5 separate regions of the Mus musculus genome follow, and regions 2, 3, 4 and 5 are each linked to region 1. The links are chromatin contacts, called in public Hi-C and HiChIP or PLAC-seq maps. All regions are on one chromosome and are shown on one strand. The core of a region is the stretch at or near the end of the contact, and the rest is flanking DNA. Distances in the headings are between cores, read along the strand shown. Region 1 has its middle 7.1 kb from the start of Gm36732. Region 2 overlaps Babam2 (BRISC and BRCA1 A complex member 2). Region 3 overlaps Babam2 (BRISC and BRCA1 A complex member 2). Region 4 overlaps Babam2 (BRISC and BRCA1 A complex member 2). Region 5 overlaps Babam2 (BRISC and BRCA1 A complex member 2).

The links. A called contact is a pair of places that touch in the nucleus more often than the background predicts. HiChIP or PLAC-seq counts read pairs in DNA pulled down with a chosen protein or histone mark.
Region 2: a Hi-C map of uterus shows a contact between it and region 1, with 3 times the contacts expected there. The contact joins two enhancer-like sites. A contact is called at or near these places in 2 of 39 promoter capture datasets (the C10 cell line and embryonic stem cells), 6 of 15 datasets of contacts at CTCF or cohesin (the NIH/3T3 cell line, embryonic stem cells, large pre-B cells and 2 more), 89 of 484 Hi-C or Micro-C datasets (the AML12 cell line, the BV-2 cell line, the Ba/F3 cell line and 41 more), 8 of 115 datasets of contacts at active chromatin or transcription factors (CD8 T cells, the HPC-7 cell line, Th2 cells and 5 more) and 1 of 9 other capture datasets (adipose tissue).
Region 3: a contact with region 1 is called in a FOXA1 HiChIP or PLAC-seq map of pancreatic cancer cells. The contact joins two enhancer-like sites. A contact is called at or near these places in 1 of 39 promoter capture datasets (liver), 9 of 484 Hi-C or Micro-C datasets (the C2C12 cell line, bone marrow-derived macrophages, embryonic stem cells and 4 more) and 5 of 115 datasets of contacts at active chromatin or transcription factors (the NIH/3T3 cell line, embryonic fibroblasts, embryonic stem cells and 2 more).
Region 4: an H3K27ac HiChIP or PLAC-seq map of the NIH/3T3 cell line shows a contact between it and region 1, with 3 times the contacts expected there. The contact joins two enhancer-like sites. A contact is called at or near these places in 1 of 15 datasets of contacts at CTCF or cohesin (the NIH/3T3 cell line), 1 of 484 Hi-C or Micro-C datasets (bone marrow-derived macrophages) and 5 of 115 datasets of contacts at active chromatin or transcription factors (CD8 T cells, the NIH/3T3 cell line, embryonic stem cells and 1 more).
Region 5: a Hi-C map of embryonic fibroblasts shows a contact between it and region 1, with 7 times the contacts expected there. The contact joins two enhancer-like sites. A contact is called at or near these places in 1 of 15 datasets of contacts at CTCF or cohesin (the NIH/3T3 cell line), 18 of 484 Hi-C or Micro-C datasets (3T3-L1-derived adipocytes, the C2C12 cell line, Th1 cells and 11 more) and 7 of 115 datasets of contacts at active chromatin or transcription factors (CD8 T cells, the NIH/3T3 cell line, acute myeloid leukemia and 3 more).

The regions. Positions count from the first base shown.
Region 1 is chr5:32,190,580-32,193,693 of GRCm38.p6, forward strand. No RefSeq gene overlaps it. Among named protein-coding and RNA genes, the nearest start is that of Gm36732, 7.1 kb to the left of the region's middle. Within about 2 kb of position 1,647, at least 142 of the 459 cell types and tissues checked have an H3K27ac peak or open chromatin away from gene starts, as enhancers often do. A contact at or near this core is called in the AML12 cell line, the C2C12 cell line, CD8 T cells and 9 more, where this site is marked.
Region 2 is chr5:31,712,161-31,715,274 of GRCm38.p6, forward strand. The region is part of intron 2 of Babam2 (BRISC and BRCA1 A complex member 2); the gene reads left to right. Among named protein-coding and RNA genes, the nearest start is that of Babam2, 16 kb to the left of the region's middle. Within about 2 kb of position 1,496, at least 70 of the 459 cell types and tissues checked have an H3K27ac peak or open chromatin away from gene starts, as enhancers often do. A contact at or near this core is called in the AML12 cell line, CD8 T cells, Th2 cells and 3 more, where this site is marked.
Region 3 is chr5:31,749,712-31,752,825 of GRCm38.p6, forward strand. All of the region lies in intron 3 of Babam2 (BRISC and BRCA1 A complex member 2), which reads left to right. Among named protein-coding and RNA genes, the nearest start is that of Babam2, 53 kb to the left of the region's middle. Within about 2 kb of position 1,445, at least 64 of the 459 cell types and tissues checked have an H3K27ac peak or open chromatin away from gene starts, as enhancers often do. A contact at or near this core is called in the C2C12 cell line, the NIH/3T3 cell line, embryonic fibroblasts and 3 more, where this site is marked.
Region 4 is chr5:31,843,469-31,846,582 of GRCm38.p6, forward strand. All of the region lies in intron 6 of Babam2 (BRISC and BRCA1 A complex member 2), which reads left to right. Among named protein-coding and RNA genes, the nearest start is that of Babam2, 150 kb to the left of the region's middle. Within about 2 kb of position 1,548, at least 8 of the 459 cell types and tissues checked have an H3K27ac peak or open chromatin away from gene starts, as enhancers often do. A contact at or near this core is called in the NIH/3T3 cell line, where this site is marked.
Region 5 is chr5:31,864,944-31,868,057 of GRCm38.p6, forward strand. All of the region lies in intron 6 of Babam2 (BRISC and BRCA1 A complex member 2), which reads left to right. Among named protein-coding and RNA genes, the nearest start is that of Gm52770, 130 kb to the right of the region's middle. Within about 2 kb of position 1,413, at least 21 of the 459 cell types and tissues checked have an H3K27ac peak or open chromatin away from gene starts, as enhancers often do. A contact at or near this core is called in CD8 T cells, the NIH/3T3 cell line and embryonic fibroblasts, where this site is marked.

The DNA of each region.
Region 1 (3,114 bases), core at 397-2,896:
CCACATCCACCTGGATAGCCCCGAAGCAGCAGAATGATTGATCTAAGCTCAACCCAGAGAATGCCACGTTCTGAAGGCTCATTGGGCAGAAACAGTGGCCATTCCAGCAGAAATTTACATGGACAGGTCACCCCAGTGAACCCCTGAAAAATCATGTTTTACACAAAGAAAGATGAGGGATCCTGACTCTACCAATGGAGTTGTTTGTTTGTTTAACTTTTCTAGCATCAGGAGTCTTCACTGGGTTACAGGGGAAAGAATTTTACCTCTTATACACTGAGTAGATTACTCACGGTTTCTTCCCACCCTGTAGGACATCCCTAGTAAACCCCGCCTGACACTGAAGAATGTGAGCTGGGGACAGTCTGTCCCCTCTGATTGCACTGGAGCTAATGACATGACACTAGGGGAGCCCTGGAGAGTTGAATCCTCGTTCTCTTTGCTGTCCTAGCCCATGCCTGAGATATCAAAGTGCCATCAATCAGTTCATTTTGAAAGAGGGGATCTCACTATGTGGCTCAAGCCAACTTCAAATCAATAATCCTCTCTCCTCAGCCTCCCAAGTGCCAGGATCGCAGGTGTGTGCCCCATACCCAAATCAAAATGCATTCTTCTGAATTCTAACCCCTCTATCCTGAGAGGTTTCGTTCCATTCTCGTTTAGATCAACTGGAAGGAAATCCTAAAGGGTCCAAGCAGCAGTCCTCAAGGTCTGTGAGGAGCAATGTTTGGAGCAGTGGCTGTTTGGGGAGGGTAAAAGAGAGAACTCAGAGGTGGGGCTGCCTCCTGCTTCACGGTCCTGGTGTTATTTTCCATACCATTTGTGCCCTGGCTACACCCATGTTAGGTATGGGGAAACTGGTACTTCAGCCCTATTTACCAAGTGCCAGGAGAGTCTAGCTTGCGTGTTGTTTTGCCTCTATTAGTATGCTCAGCTTGCACTGTAACTCCAAGAATGTTAAAGAGACATTTCAAAATGCATTGAATTAATACATTCCTTTGCAGTGATCCTATGTCCGCTAAATGTTCCAAAATGCGACACATGGAAAACGGAAAACAGACCTAAAGTGTGTGTTTGACTGACACTGTGAATTAGGGCATCCCTCAAAGTATAAACACACCCCCCCTCACTGAATACATATCCCTGCAAGGGTAATCCCTGGGGTAGGGGCCCTTCTAAAGAAGCTGAGGCTAGACCACCAGTTTCAGGACTGCTGCTATACCTCACTGTGCTGGGGCAGAGCTGGGTAATTTGGTCAGAAGAAGTCAGGTAGTTCTCCAAGGGGTTAGTCCTCTGAGCCTACTTGCCTAGAAAGACATTAGGGTTGTTACCTGTTGCTGAGAAAGGCTAGCATCACTCAGGGGCTAGGAAGAGAGAGCAATGGATGAGGGCTTGTATGTAATTCATTGCTAAATAAAGGCTAGCCTCCTCCTGCCATGCCACACATACACATATACACACGTACACACACAACTGCGCGCACACACACATATACACACATGTATACACACACACACACACAAGTACAGACATGTACACCGCCCCCAGGCCTGTTGCCTTGCCTGGACTCCTGGTGCACATCTAGGGCTGTGGTCTAGGGAGCACTGAACTCATTCACCCTCCCAGCAGTCGGGCCATGACGCGCGTGAGCCTCTGACTCATCTCGATGTCATCAGCCCTATTTCCAGGAGTGAGTAACTCAGGGAGGGAGGTGTGGTGGGGGGGGGGTGGAGGGGTTGAAGAGGCAATGTGGTCCAGGAAGAGCCCCATCCCTCCTCCTCCAAAACAGGAAATGCTCCACTTCTTAAGAAAAGATGCACCCTGACTCTGCTCTGAAGTGGGCGGCTACACATCGAGCTGGCAGTGTAGGGACAGCAGAATCCAAAGCTGCCAGGACTTGTCTCTTCACCCCACCCCCAGTATCCAGGGAGTGTGTTAGCCAGAAGAGGGGCCAGTGGACTCTGATCAGACTTAGTAACGATAACGCATGCTATCAAGTATTTGATTCCCACTTTGGCCTATAGGCTTCCCAGTGCTCCATCAACAGGAAATACAAGGCTGGGATCCGAAAGCAGAGCCCTTCTTTCCCAGTCCGGCCTCACTATGGGCTAGGAAGATTTCCTCTGACATGAAGTCCCTGCCAACTTTGGCTTCTTTTCCTCTCTGAGATTCCAAATTGGGCTCAACCTGGACCTGACCCTGTTTCTTCCGTCATACTTTGAAATCCCAAGAGTGAGTGATTGTGGATGGGCTTCAAGTTCAGGACAGACCTTTGAAATAGAGTCACTCTGCCCCCCCTCACCCCCTGGCCTCCCCACCCCCCATCCCCACACCCAGTCCTCTGGTTTTCCAGACAGGCTCCTATAACATCCAAGGCTGGCCTTGAGCTTTTAATTCTGCTGCTTTTAATCTAATACTGTGAAATTATAGGCAGCCACCACCACACCTAGCTTAGAGTCCTTTGGACACAGCACTGGACCAGAAGATCCTGAGTCAAATAAAGGTTAGTAATTCTGCCCATAGTCTGCAAGGTGCCCTAATGTCTTAGCGCCCCCAGCTTGAGGGGTTAAGGTCCCCTGTCAGCTGACAGGGGACCTGGTATCTTACTTATCTTTGCGTCTTAGATTTCCTCCTACCTGATTCCTCTCCAGAGAGGTCTTAGGAAACATCCTTAGTTTCCTGTGGGAAGAATCTCCAGGAGAAGACCATGCTTAGGAAAAGACCTTGCATCTTGTGCGCACTCTCTGTGTCCTGGGCTTGACACTGCCGCTTACACTAAAGAACTTTCTGGATGGATCATCACCTATGTTGCCTGTGATGCCGATGTCATCTTCCTCATGTTTCTGAGGGAACTGGGGCTATATCGTCTTGATACTTAAGTGAAGGAGCAAGATGGGAACCCAGGTCTGGTGGCTTTGTGGCCGTTGCCACTCTTCTATAGAAAGCCCTGTGATGACCTCATTCAGGATTCTAACTGCAGACACTAATGAAACAGAAAGACTTGGCAGGGGGTCATTGCCTTTATTCCTCCAGATTTACATATTGCGACCAAAGGCCCCAGGACCTTTGAATATGACAGTATTTAGAGAAAGGCCATTTATTTTGTATTTATGG
Region 2 (3,114 bases), core at 246-2,745, 480 kb before region 1:
TGAGAAAGTAACTCCCTGGTCTTCCCTTCACTCAACCAGTGACAAATGGCATTTACTTTGTCTCTATGAGTTTAACTATTTTAGGTAGTAAGTAAGTAGAGTCATAGAGTTATTTATCTTTTTGTGAATAGCTTATTTCACTTTGCATGGTATATTCAAGGTTAATCCATATTGTAGTATGTGTCAGAAATTTTTTCCATTTTAATGTTGAGTAGTATTTCTCTCTCTCTCTCTCTTTCTGTGGTGTGTTTCTGCAACTTCACGTGTATATATCATATTGTGTACTTTTTCCAGTGATGTCTATTGTACGCATTTCTTGGCTGCTGTGAACAGTGATGCTGTTGGTAAAGATGTCCAACTCTCTAAGCTTGTTTTCTAGGACTTGCTGGATTGTACAGCAATTCTGTGCTTAGTTTTACCGACTCACCATATAATTTTGTATAATATGGTCTGTAGAAAGGTAACTTGGGACACTATTTTACAATATTGATAATATCATTTGATGCACAAAATTCTTACCTTGTTGAAATCCAAGGTACTTAGTATATATTCTTCACTTTGTTAAGTTGACTTTTGTGAAGTTGAACTCTCTTCTCTAGCCTCCTTCACCTGTAATTTTTTCTTTAAAGGTTAGAAAAGGGTCTGGGGAAATGGCTTACTTGGTAAAGTGCTTGCCACACAAATCATGAAATGCAAGTGTGGATTCCCTAGCACACACATAAAATCCAGGAGTGGGAGCACACATCTGTAACCCCAGAGCTAGCAGGCAGGCATTTGGGGAGCAGAGATAGGCAGATCTCTGGAACTTATTGACAAGTCAGCCTAGCCAAATTGTTGAGCTTCAGGTTCTGCAAGAGACCCTGTCTCAAAAAAACAAGGTAGAGAGTCACAGAGGAAGACCTGTGACATTGACCTCTGGCCTTCATGTGTGCATGTGGGCACATGAACGGGAACATGCACACCCACTCATGCATTAACCTACTTGAATACACACACACACACACACACACACACACACACACACACACACCTAGAAGAAACTGTATTGAAATTGGGCCTTTCCTAGTACTGCCTTCCCTTCCATTCCTCAGTGCACCTGCTTCCTCCAGAGTAAAAACCTTTTAATGGAGAGTTAGTGATTATATTGTTATGATTATGGAGGTAGGGTATATGATTAGCTCATGCCAAGTTATTGGTTAACTCAAGCAGGGCTAGATCTAGCAGTAAGGACAATGGTATAAGCTGCTGTGAATAATGCTGTCTTTGTAATAGGAATGCTTTGATGGCTATAGTGTAATCTTTACATAGTAGTCTTTCCTTATCTGAAGTTTCGCTTTCTGTAGTTTCAGTTATTTGCAGCCACCCACGATCCAAAAATACTAGTATTTCTTGAAACTCTAAATAGAAAGCAGCCTTGTTCACATGGCTTTTATGATTGTGTATAGTTACAGTTGTTCCATCTCATTCTTGGTCATGGTTAGTTTCTTACAGTCTCTACTTTGTAAACTGAACTTCTGTAGGAAAAAACCCCCAGTATCCATAGACTTTAATAGTGTTGGGTTATTGCTGAAGGCACCACACACATTGATTACTGGACATGGAGAAATAAAGTTTGTACTGACCACGAAGCTTCCTTCCTGCTGGCTTAGCTTTCATGGTACTAGAAGGTTCTGTGTAGGCTGCTGGGGGAAAATCAGCAGCAGCCTAAGCCTTGAACACTGAGCTGCAGTGATGCCTGGAGTGGCAGGATATGCCTGTGGGTACAGTAGTGGCTTGGTTATTCTGGGGCTGCACTTTCTGATGGGGTTAAGGCCCTCTCCATGAGCATGAGAGGAAGTGCATGCCTGGTACTGTAATCTTGCCAAGGACCTGGGTCTGGTGGGGGGTTCACCTTCCCCAGGGGTGAGCCCATTAGTGCTGTTCTCCTAAGTGGACGTGGTATTTACTGCTCTCACCTCTACCTCTATAGATAATAGAGTACAGCTCTCAGGATCCAGCAGAGAGGCGTCTTTGCAGCACGTGGTGGTTAACATCGAAACTCAACACTGGTCAAAGTGCAGAGAGTGTTAGTGGAGGACTCAGTCACAAACGGAATATCTGTGTTTCCCTCCCTCTAAAAGGAGAAAGGTGATTAGAGCCAGAAGTCAGGGAGGGCCAGAGCAAAACAGTATTGTCTGGACATGGGAGGGCCTCTGTGCTTAGGAACTTACAATAGCTGTGGTTACTTGTATAAGATCAGCAAGACATTAAGCCGACGAATATTCTAGCGTGGAGAGGAAACAGCTCTTGAGCCTTTCTTTTCTAACTAAGGAACTATTGACATGGTGGCTTCTGGGTGTGAGATAGTCAGTTTCCTTTAAGGATGTGGCCCTTGGTGAGCCAACCATGCTTCAGTGGATGGCTTCATACCTGTGACTATATGGATGGCACAATTTATACTCAGTGGACTTAAATGAAGATGACGGGAAGTTGGGAGTAGGGTCAAGGGGTTGAGGGGATAGGGAGAAGAGCAGGAAGTGAATATGATCAAAAGAACATTTTATAAAATTCTCAAAGAACGAAAAAATATTATATTAAAGCTTCAGATAACAATAAAAAAATGATGCTGAGGGTTTCCACTGGGATGTGTGGGATGTGTATGCCTTGGATTGCATCCTCAGGATGAGTTCTAGTTACTTCTTTCATTTCGTCTCCTGCCTTCCTGCCTGATTGCCTTCTTGTGGGAATGTTGAGAGAATTTCATTATGTAGCCCAGGTTGGTTCCAGACTCACACAAACCGTGCTGTTTTAGTCTCTTGAGAGCTAGTATTACAGGTGTGAGCCATCGTACCTGCTGTTAGTGTTGTTTTTATTGAAGACTTTTAGCCCCCCCGGGGACGATGCCTGTTTTGTTTTACACTGCACACCTTTAACTGGCACAAAGTAGTTACTCAGTAAGTAGTTGTTGATGCTCTTGGAAACTGTGTTCTGATTGCAATAACTTCATACCAACGACTTGTATGTACTGTCCAGGTTTCCAAAGACTCAAGCTAAAATACTGTTGATTGTATCTGAATGCCAAGAAGGCAGAGCCAGTCTATAGAATAAAAGACAGAATAATTGTGTCTTTGTAGA
Region 3 (3,114 bases), core at 195-2,694, 440 kb before region 1:
TGCAGATTTTCCTTTCTGGGCCATGTATGGATCTTCTCTATTTTAAAATTATAAAGAAAGACTTTTGTGTGATATAAACAGCCTAATCTTTCTTAGTAGAGTTTTAAAAAGACTGTTCCCAGACTGCTGCCGAACCTCCAGCTTGTAGAAATCCCTTTCACATCCCAGATCTAAGCAAGATAATCACCGTATAGATATAAAACCGAATTCACTGGTGACGCTGCTTTGGTATTTACCTGTTGACACCATCCCTGTTAATATCATTTGCATACACCCTCCACACACTCAAATGCTATATGATTGCTGACTTGTAGAGGGAAGGGAACTTAATATCTTGGTAGGATTATATTTTTAGAGATGGAGAATTATATCCATTAAAAAAAACTTAGCCAAAAATATGGCAAAATCAGAAAATGCTTGCAAGATTTGGGATATTCTAGGGAATTACAGAGATTTCAAGTAAAGACCAAGGATCTCTAATTTGTGAGGAGAATAAAGAGGCAGAGGCAACAGAGAGATGGGTAGACAGCCCTTGTTGGAGGAAAAAGAGAAAATGATTAAAAGTTTTTAAATGTATTCTGAAAAAAATAAAAAATGTATTCCGAATCAAATCTGTACTCCTCCCCCTCCTTGGGCCTTAGACATTGGAATCTGTCCCTATTATTGTTTTTCTCATGGTAAGCCCCTGCTTGATAGTGGTTGTGTTCAGTACATAGCAGAGCTGCAAACCAGCTCTCATTAGTTCTTTCTTTGTACTTGTGCCTAACCCTCTCCTTCTGGAGAAATGCCAGTTTGCCACTAAATTTAAATAAATAAGAACATGTCTCATCAATAGGGGTGGCAAATTTAGCCCCTCTTTAGAGCACTGAGCAATTTATGACCATATGTTAAATACCATAAAACAGCTTTAAAGCTTTGGTCCCTGGCCATTGCCAGATTGTACCGTAGGAGTGCGGCAGCGCTGCGAGGGACTGGGAATCTTTCCTCCGGCCCTTGCAGGCCTCAGCAACTCACTGATGTCACAGCCAAAGGGGCCTGTTTTCAAACATTCCCTTTATAAAGGTGAGAGCCCACAAGATCCCACTTGGCATTTGGGTACCGAGAAAGCAAGACTTCTTTTTAACTCATGAGGGTCAAAATTAGTATGGAAGTGTTGTGTGGGAGATGGAGCAGCTTGTCAGGGTGAGTGTGGGAGGCACGCACGTCAGGAGTAGGCAGTCGATGTCCTTCTCATTCTTGTTCTTGGAGCATGAACTGGGCTTTACATGGTACCAGGCAACCAAATACTGCATTTCTCACTCATTTCCTTCTTGCCAGCTTTCATGGAATTAATATTAATGTTACAACAATTTAAAAATTTCATACTAAGGAGCTGCCAGCTGTAAGGATTCCTTTTCTCCCAGGAGCGTGACTCATTATTTGGTGAACTCCAAATATTAGTTTTTCTTTTTACCATCATCACTGCCTGTGACTCACACATGGCATATCGTGGGCTCATGGCTGAGATCATGTTGGTGCGTGCAGGCAAACATGATTCTTGCTCAGGTGGTTCTGCATGGTCTCAGATGGAGGCTCAACACAGACGGAAGAACAATGGAAGCAGGGCCAGGACCACTAAGTGCAGATAGGCCTGGCAAGGCTCTGGGTAGCATTTCTCTGATGCATCTTCTGGAAAGATAACTGTTCTCTCAGAGAAAGATGATGGAATTTGGTTGTCAAAGGTCCAGGATCCCCAGCCTTCTGGAATGTGTATGTGCCAGCCTCAGGGGTGAAATCTGGCAGTTCGTGTGTGCTCTGTGCTCTGTCCTCCCTGTGTAGACCATTCTGTTTGGTCCTCTATCAGTAGCTGCTTTCCTGTACATGTGAGGCAATTGGCATGTGTCTCTAGGACGTGCAGTTGGGAAGCTCTGTTGTATTCTTCATAAGGCAGGAAACACACTATTGTTTCTTGTTGTTGCTTTCTTCCTTTGAAAGAACAAATTACTTCAAACTTTGGCAAATTATAAAGGCTTTGGATAGGTAGCAGTTTGAAAGAACTCTGCCCATATTGCTGGACTAGGGCAAAAATGCAAGTGATCTTTCTTGTCACCTCTAAGTCTGGCCTTGTTTTCCCATGATGCAGATGTGTGCAGTAGAACATCTGTGAAGAGTGGAAGTCCTCTCCCCAGTGCAGATGAAGTCTTTAGAGGGACAACAGGATTTTGCTTTGCTTAGAGTGTTTGATTTTAAGCTTCAGTCTAATTAATTAGGCCATATTGTTGCCTACTTAATTCTTCTGTTTCTTTCAGCACTCAGAACTTCTGCTCCTGTTACTGGCATCTGTTAAGTCTCTTTACCTGAGTGAATTTCTTGAGTATTTGCCTCACAGTTTTCAAACTATAATGAACACAGAAGTGGTTAAAGTACCCTCTTCACCCTTTAAGATGAGAGAAACATCACTTTAGTCGTTTCTCAGTATCTTGCCATAGTGGATGGGAATTAGAAAAGGGAACATCTAGCTTTCTGTGAGTTGAAAGCTAGATTTTGGCAACTGATTTCTTCCTGTAGACTAGTAATTGCTTTTTTTAATCTTAGTCCACCAAAGAAAAGAACCTGTTTAATAAAGGGGATACCAACTCATGAGCGAGTTACTTTATTTAACATAGCACCCTGAGCTGTCTGTCGTGGCACAGGCTCTTTGTACTCCAGGCTATTCTTTTCATTTCTATGAGAGAGAAGCCTGTCTTTAGCAGGGTCCAGTAGCATATGAAGTGTAACTGTGGTCTTGCATCATAGCTCCTAACAAAGGGAAGAGGAGGGAAGGGGAGGGGAGGGAAGGGAAGGGGAAGGGAAGGGGAAGGGGAAAGGGAAGGAAAGGAAAGGGAAGCTCTGCCCCTCCATGGGGGAAATAGCCCAAAGAAATTGTGCTGAAGGTAGATTTTATATCCACTTTATGGACATTAGACAGCACTGTAGAAACAGCCCAAATCCTGACAGTGCTCTTGGGATGGCATGCAGAGAAGAAACTTACATTCAAGGTTCGGAGGAGTTTGATGCATGAGTTACTTCTAACAAACTAATTCTGCAGACACAGGAATAATATACATTATTACATGACACAAGATCACTGATCAC
Region 4 (3,114 bases), core at 298-2,797, 350 kb before region 1:
CCGCTGGGAAACCCATTACTTGGTGTACCAACTTAAAAATTAATGAAAATCATGGACAATATTAAGGTATTTGTAAACAAACAAACAACTTGGGGTGTGGTTTTCTATTATAGCAATCAAATATAGAGTAAGAAAATATAATATTTGTCTGAACCAAGTCCCTGAAAATCAAAATAGTAAATTTTATAGAGGTAATGATGCTGTCATCTGTTGATCTGTTGTTACAGATTAAGAATCTATCTATCCATCCATCCATCCATCCATCCATCCATCCATCCATCCATCCATCTATCTATCTATCTATCTATCTATCTATCTATCTGTCTATCTACCTACCTATCTATCCTTATGCTATGTGTTGACCTTGTGCTCATGTAACACCTACTTGTTGTTGGCTATGTATGTATTTTGGCGGTAGGGGCTGAATTCTGGGTAAGTTTTTCAGTTTTCCTTTTAGCATCCTAGAAAATAGATTTGATGAGTAGATCCTTTTGCCTTCTCTACTCGGGTCATTGCCTCTGTGTCTCAACAGAGGCTTGCCGCACATGTCAGGGGATAGCTGCCTACTCCTCACTGCTGCTTCTTCGGTGCTGCCAGCTCTTGATGGCTTCCTAGCTAGTGCCAGCACACACTGCCTTTCCACCTTGTCTGCAAGGATATCTTCAGACACTTCTGAAATGCTTGGCTGGAGTGCTAATACCCTGACTACACTATTTCTCAGATTTGATTGCTTAGTAATGGTCAATTTACCATGAAAAGTTGTAGTAATCCAGATGATCAGTATAAAGCCATGGAACAAAATAAAATATTCATATCAGACCCGTGTGAACCACTGATTTTTGACAAAAGTGCAGGGTTAGTTCAGAGGTAAAAAAATAATCTTTTGAATAAGATGATGCTGGAACAATCAAATATCTATATAGATAATAAGGATAAGGAACTTAAATTTAAAACTTTAGATTGTTTTAAAAAAAATAAACATGATAAACCCTCCTAAGGCATATGTTTTCTTTTAAAGTCAGTTTAAATGGTATATATCAAAAGCTTAGTTATTAGTAGCTGGACATGGTGGCACTTTCCAGTACTTGGCCAGATTCTGTGATTTCCAGGGCAGCCTGGTCTAAGTAATTTCTAGGCCAGTCAGGGCTACTTAGTGAGACCCTGTCTAAAACCAAGCAAGCAAGCAAACAAACAAACAGTCAAAAACTATACCAAAACAAAACAAAATATAAGTATATATCAGTCCAGATAACATCTAACCAAGAACTCTTTGGGGTTTTCAATTCTTTTAAGGGTGAGTTCTGAACAGTTTTAGAACTATTGCTATAGACTTTTGCCTGTAATTTACGTGGATTCAGTTCAAAATATAAATATTTCCAGACTCGTTACATGCTTAATCATCATAGATGAGAAGACCAGAAGGTTTCAGTGTTGCCAGCTTGCGCCTATGGAGAGTTGCTCTTTGAAATCAGTACCTCCATGAGCAGCTAGGCTCATGAGCTCTAGAGCTCTAGCTGAGCAAAAGTATCCTTGGAGTAGGCACATTTGATTGAGAGTTCAAGTGTGGAAATCTGAAGTGCTTGCCATTCAGAGTCATGACTCAGAGCAATCTCATTTATTCAAGGAATATGTGGTTTAATGTCGTATTTAGAGAAGGACTTTGGTCAGACTCCTGCCACTGTTAGGGGAGGCAGTGAATGTTTGATCGATCAGCCTTATGTCTCCTGTCCCTTCCTCCTGTGATAGCAATTCATGCCCAGTGTGGGGAAGTAAGTCCATGGAGGAGAAGACAGACAGACAGACAGACAGATAGACAGATATTGCTGCTGGCATCGTCTGCCCAGATATTTCCTCTCTCCAGTTCCCACAGTTCTGGTAGAGCTGATCAGCACAGTTGCCTTAATACATAGAAGAGGCTAGGTGACCTTAACTTGACCAGTCAGAGTCTTGGAAACTAAAGTATGAAAGGAAAAATCTTTTTCTTTCCCAAGATGTTTTAATGCTCAAGAAATTTAATGTAGGACTATGCATAGCAGTGTTTTTCATCACCTCACATCACCATGTCTTAGGGTAGAATAAAATACAAGCTATGTAATGCACTGTAACAATTTCTAGTGGCCACACTAAAAAAGTTGCAAGAAAACAACTGAACTAGTTTTGCTCGTTTACTTAATGTATTATATATTTTCAAAACATAAAAGCACTTTGTACTGGCTAGTTTTGTGTCAACTTGACACAGCTGGAGTTATCATAGAGAAAGGAGCTTCAGTTGAGGAAATGCCTCCATGAGATCCAACTGTTAGGCATTTTCTCAATTAGTGATCAAGGGGGAAAGACCCCTTGTGGGTGGGACCATCTCTGGGCTGGTAGTCTTGGTTCTATAAGAGAGCAGGCTGAGCAAGCCAGAGGATGCAAGCCAGTAAAGAGCATCCCTCCATGGCCTCTGCATCAGCTCCTGCTTCCTGACCTGCTTGAGTTCCAGTCCTGACTTCCTTGGTGATGAGCAGCAGTATGGAAAGTGTAAGCTGAATAAATCCTTTCCTCCCCAACTGCTTCTTGGTCATGATGTTTGTGCAGGAATAGAAACCCTAAGACACATATATACTAAAAATAAAATAATATGCATATGTAGTAGTATAAATATGAATTTATAGTTAAGTTTTGAAATTTCTGACCACCTCTCTGTTCAGTTGGTCACATTCCAAGTGCAGACACATTTGCTTGGTGGCTTCCCTATCATACAGCATCCTGCTCTGAGGGGAACAAAGGCAACCTTCATGGATGAAGAGCAAAGGTGAAAGGTTGATGCTGAGGGGGAAATGGTCCTGTCGGGGTGAAGGTTAGTCTTTCATGGTTAATGTAGGAGAGGTATGTTGGTTATCACTCCTAATCAAGCTTTATTTTTGAGTCTTTGAGAGCCTTTCAGAGTTTTGTAATAGGTGTCCTTTCTCTCTCTTTTCTGTAGGGTGAGTTAGGCTCCTATCAGCTTTAGTCAGAACAAACTTGGCTCATATAATAGAGCACTGTTGTCTTCATATGATTGATGAAAAATTAGCTCAGAGAAGGTGGTAGCCAGGATGGTTACCCAAGATTATTGTTTGTCTGCCATAAGCA
Region 5 (3,114 bases), core at 163-2,662, 330 kb before region 1:
AGGTAAGTAGCTGCCTTGTTCATTAAGAAATCCTCAAACATCATTAGTAGGTCATTCCAGTGGTTAAGGTCCATCTTTAAAACACACACACACACACACACACACACACACACACACACACACACACCCACAGGAGTGGATAAGCATATGCTGCACAGTGGATATTAGCCCAAAAGTTCAGAATACCCAAGATTCAATTCACAGACCATATGAAGCCCAAGAAGAAGGAAGACCAAAATGTGGATACTTCATTGCTTCTTAGAAGGGTGAACAAAATACTCACAGGGGGAAATATGGAATCAAAGTGTGGAGCAGAGACTGAAGGAAAGGCCATCCATAGACTGCCCCACCTGGGGATCCATCCCATTTGCAGCCACCAAACCCAGACTCTATTTTGAAAGCCAGGAACTGCTTGCTGATGGAAGCCTGATATGGCTGTCTCCTGAGAGGCTCTGCCAGAGTCTGACAAATACAGAGGTGGAATGCTTGCAGCCAACCATTGGACTGAGTGCAGGGTGCCTGATGGAGGAGTTGGAGAAGAGACTGAAGAAGCTGAGTGGGTTTGCAGCCCCATGGAGAGAGCAACAGTGTCAATCAACTGGCTAGACCCCCTAGAGCTCCCGTGGACTGGACCCAACCAAGGAATACACATGGAGGGACTTGTGTCAGGCCGCATATGTGGCAGAAGATGGCCCTGTTGGACATCAGTGGAAGGAGCAGCCCTTGGGCCTGAGGGTGTTCGATGCCCCAGTGTAGGGGAATGCCAGGGTGGGAAGACAGGAGTGGGTGGGTGGGGGAGCACCCTCATAAAGGCAGGGGTAGGGGGGATGGGATAGGGGTTTCCGGAGGGGAGACCTGGAAAGGGGAAAACATTTGAAATGTAAATAAAAAGCATATGCACAGGAGTTGAGGGTTGAGGGCAAGAGAGAGGGAGGAAGGGAGAGAGAGAGAGAGAGCACAAGCTGCCTCCTGAACTCATCAGGGGACTAAGGTTATAACAAATGTCCAGCCCAGGAACAGGGATGCTGAGCCAGAGAAAAACAAGCATTTGTTCACCCGAGGCAAACACTTCTGGATGCTTGTAGCAAGACCAAGCTAGAGGTTTTGGTGAATTGCTAGAGGTGGGGTGAGAGAGTGAAGTCTCTGGACTTGCAAACTCAGTAGCAACCTTTTACCCTTCTGCAAGCTAATAAAGAAACCCAACCATCATCCCTCTTTCACTGCTGCCTCTGACATCACCTTCCACAGAATCCGTGTCAATGTTCTTGCTACTAGGGCATCTCAGTGTGGAGTTTTGCTTCTCATAGATAAAGCTTTCTGAAGTGAATCTGTTATCTTTAGTAGAAGACAACATTGCAACATGCTATTAACTGAAAATAACCTCTGAGCAGAAAAACTATGCAGAAGGAATCTGGCCATTTCGTGTATGCATACAGACAAGGGAAAAGAAAGTGTGACTCATATTTAAGCCATAGACTGCGGGTGATGTTTTCTATTTGTATTTTCTACATTGCTGAGAAAAAAGTATTTAAGAGAATTCTCAGAAAACAGAACTGTATGCTTGTAATTAATCATCAGGAAGTAAAAAAGAGGCTCACTGTTTCTCAGCAGCTGGTTCTCATGCATATGTTCAGGATCTTACAGGATTAGAATCCCAAAGACTCCGGCCACACATCACAGCTCTGCAGAGGGTACTCTGATGATGCTCTTTAAACTTCTTGTGTGTATTCCATGTTAAGCCCAGGGCTCCGTGTGAGCCCCTTTGCATCTGCAGGTGTGGTTAATGTGACTTGGGTTTCTCCAACTCACCTATTCTCCCAGGCACGGAGGCCTTTTTGAGACAAGATGGAAGTTTAATCCCCAGGAAATCCTGAGGTGCTCTCAACTAGTTGCACTCAGTTCTGAGGAACTTGAAAAACACTGTATTGCTACACCCAGACCAATAGATTCCAGTCTCTGGGGACAGGCCTCAAAAGCTATAGACCTTAAAGCTCTCTAGAAATTTCCACATTCTGCTGAGGTTGCAAGGCTTATGCTAAAGAAACATGTGTTTTCTGCCTAAGGAATTCCTCTGAGCTTCAGAACCAACCTGGAAAATCTGGAAAATTGATATCCATACCCACTCTTACCTCAGTATGTTGTGGGAATTTGGGAATAAATAAAGGGCCTGTTTACCGTATGTGCATGTGCACATGCATGGGTCTATACACATGTGCACAACCCACCTGCCATGCCATGACAATTTTGATTTTCAGAGGAAAGCCATTCTTCTTGTTTGATATGCTGTTCTAGTGCCTGCAATAGCACCTGTCCCTGTAACTTGTCTAGAAAAATAATAGTGTGTTCATGTTGTTTCCCCCTATTTTTATTGAAAATGGTCAATGACTGTTAAGTGATCATGCCATTACATTAAAACAAAAATTACATATTATTGGGTACCACTTAAAGTTTTGATATATGTATACTCTATATTATTTATATTAGGGTGAACATATATACTCCTTAAACATGTACTATTTCTTTATGGATAAAAACCTTAAAAGTCAAATGATTCTTGATTCCAGCTTTTTAAAGTATAAAGTCAATTATTGCTACTTATGGTCAGGCTCTTGTGCAATAATAGCCCACCAGAACTTCTTTCACCTGTCAAACTGTAATTCAGAATCTGTTGATTGCCACTTTTTTTTTTTTATTCCCACACTTTACCAGCCCAGGATGACTGATTCCATAAAGGAAGACATCTCTTCCCGTGGCCAGTATGCATTGTTTGCACGTACGATGACTGTGATCACACCAATATGCCCAGCTAGTGTATCTAGCAATAGCAAACACCCTCAGACAAAAGGGCACTTCCCTCTGAGTGAGATTCGTTCTTCCACTGAGTGAGCATGGTCTGGCTCGCACCTATATGTAGGTCATTCTTCTAGATGCTAGAGGTCCCACAGGGAGCTTTCACAGATTCTCTGATACTGTCAAATGGTTTTAAAATTTAACTTTTGGGCCTGCTTTTCATTCTTTCCTTGATAATCATATTTTGATCTAGAATTCACATGATGGATTTCTACGTATTATAATAGACGATAAAAGCTGTAATTATCTTTGAGGTTCTGATAA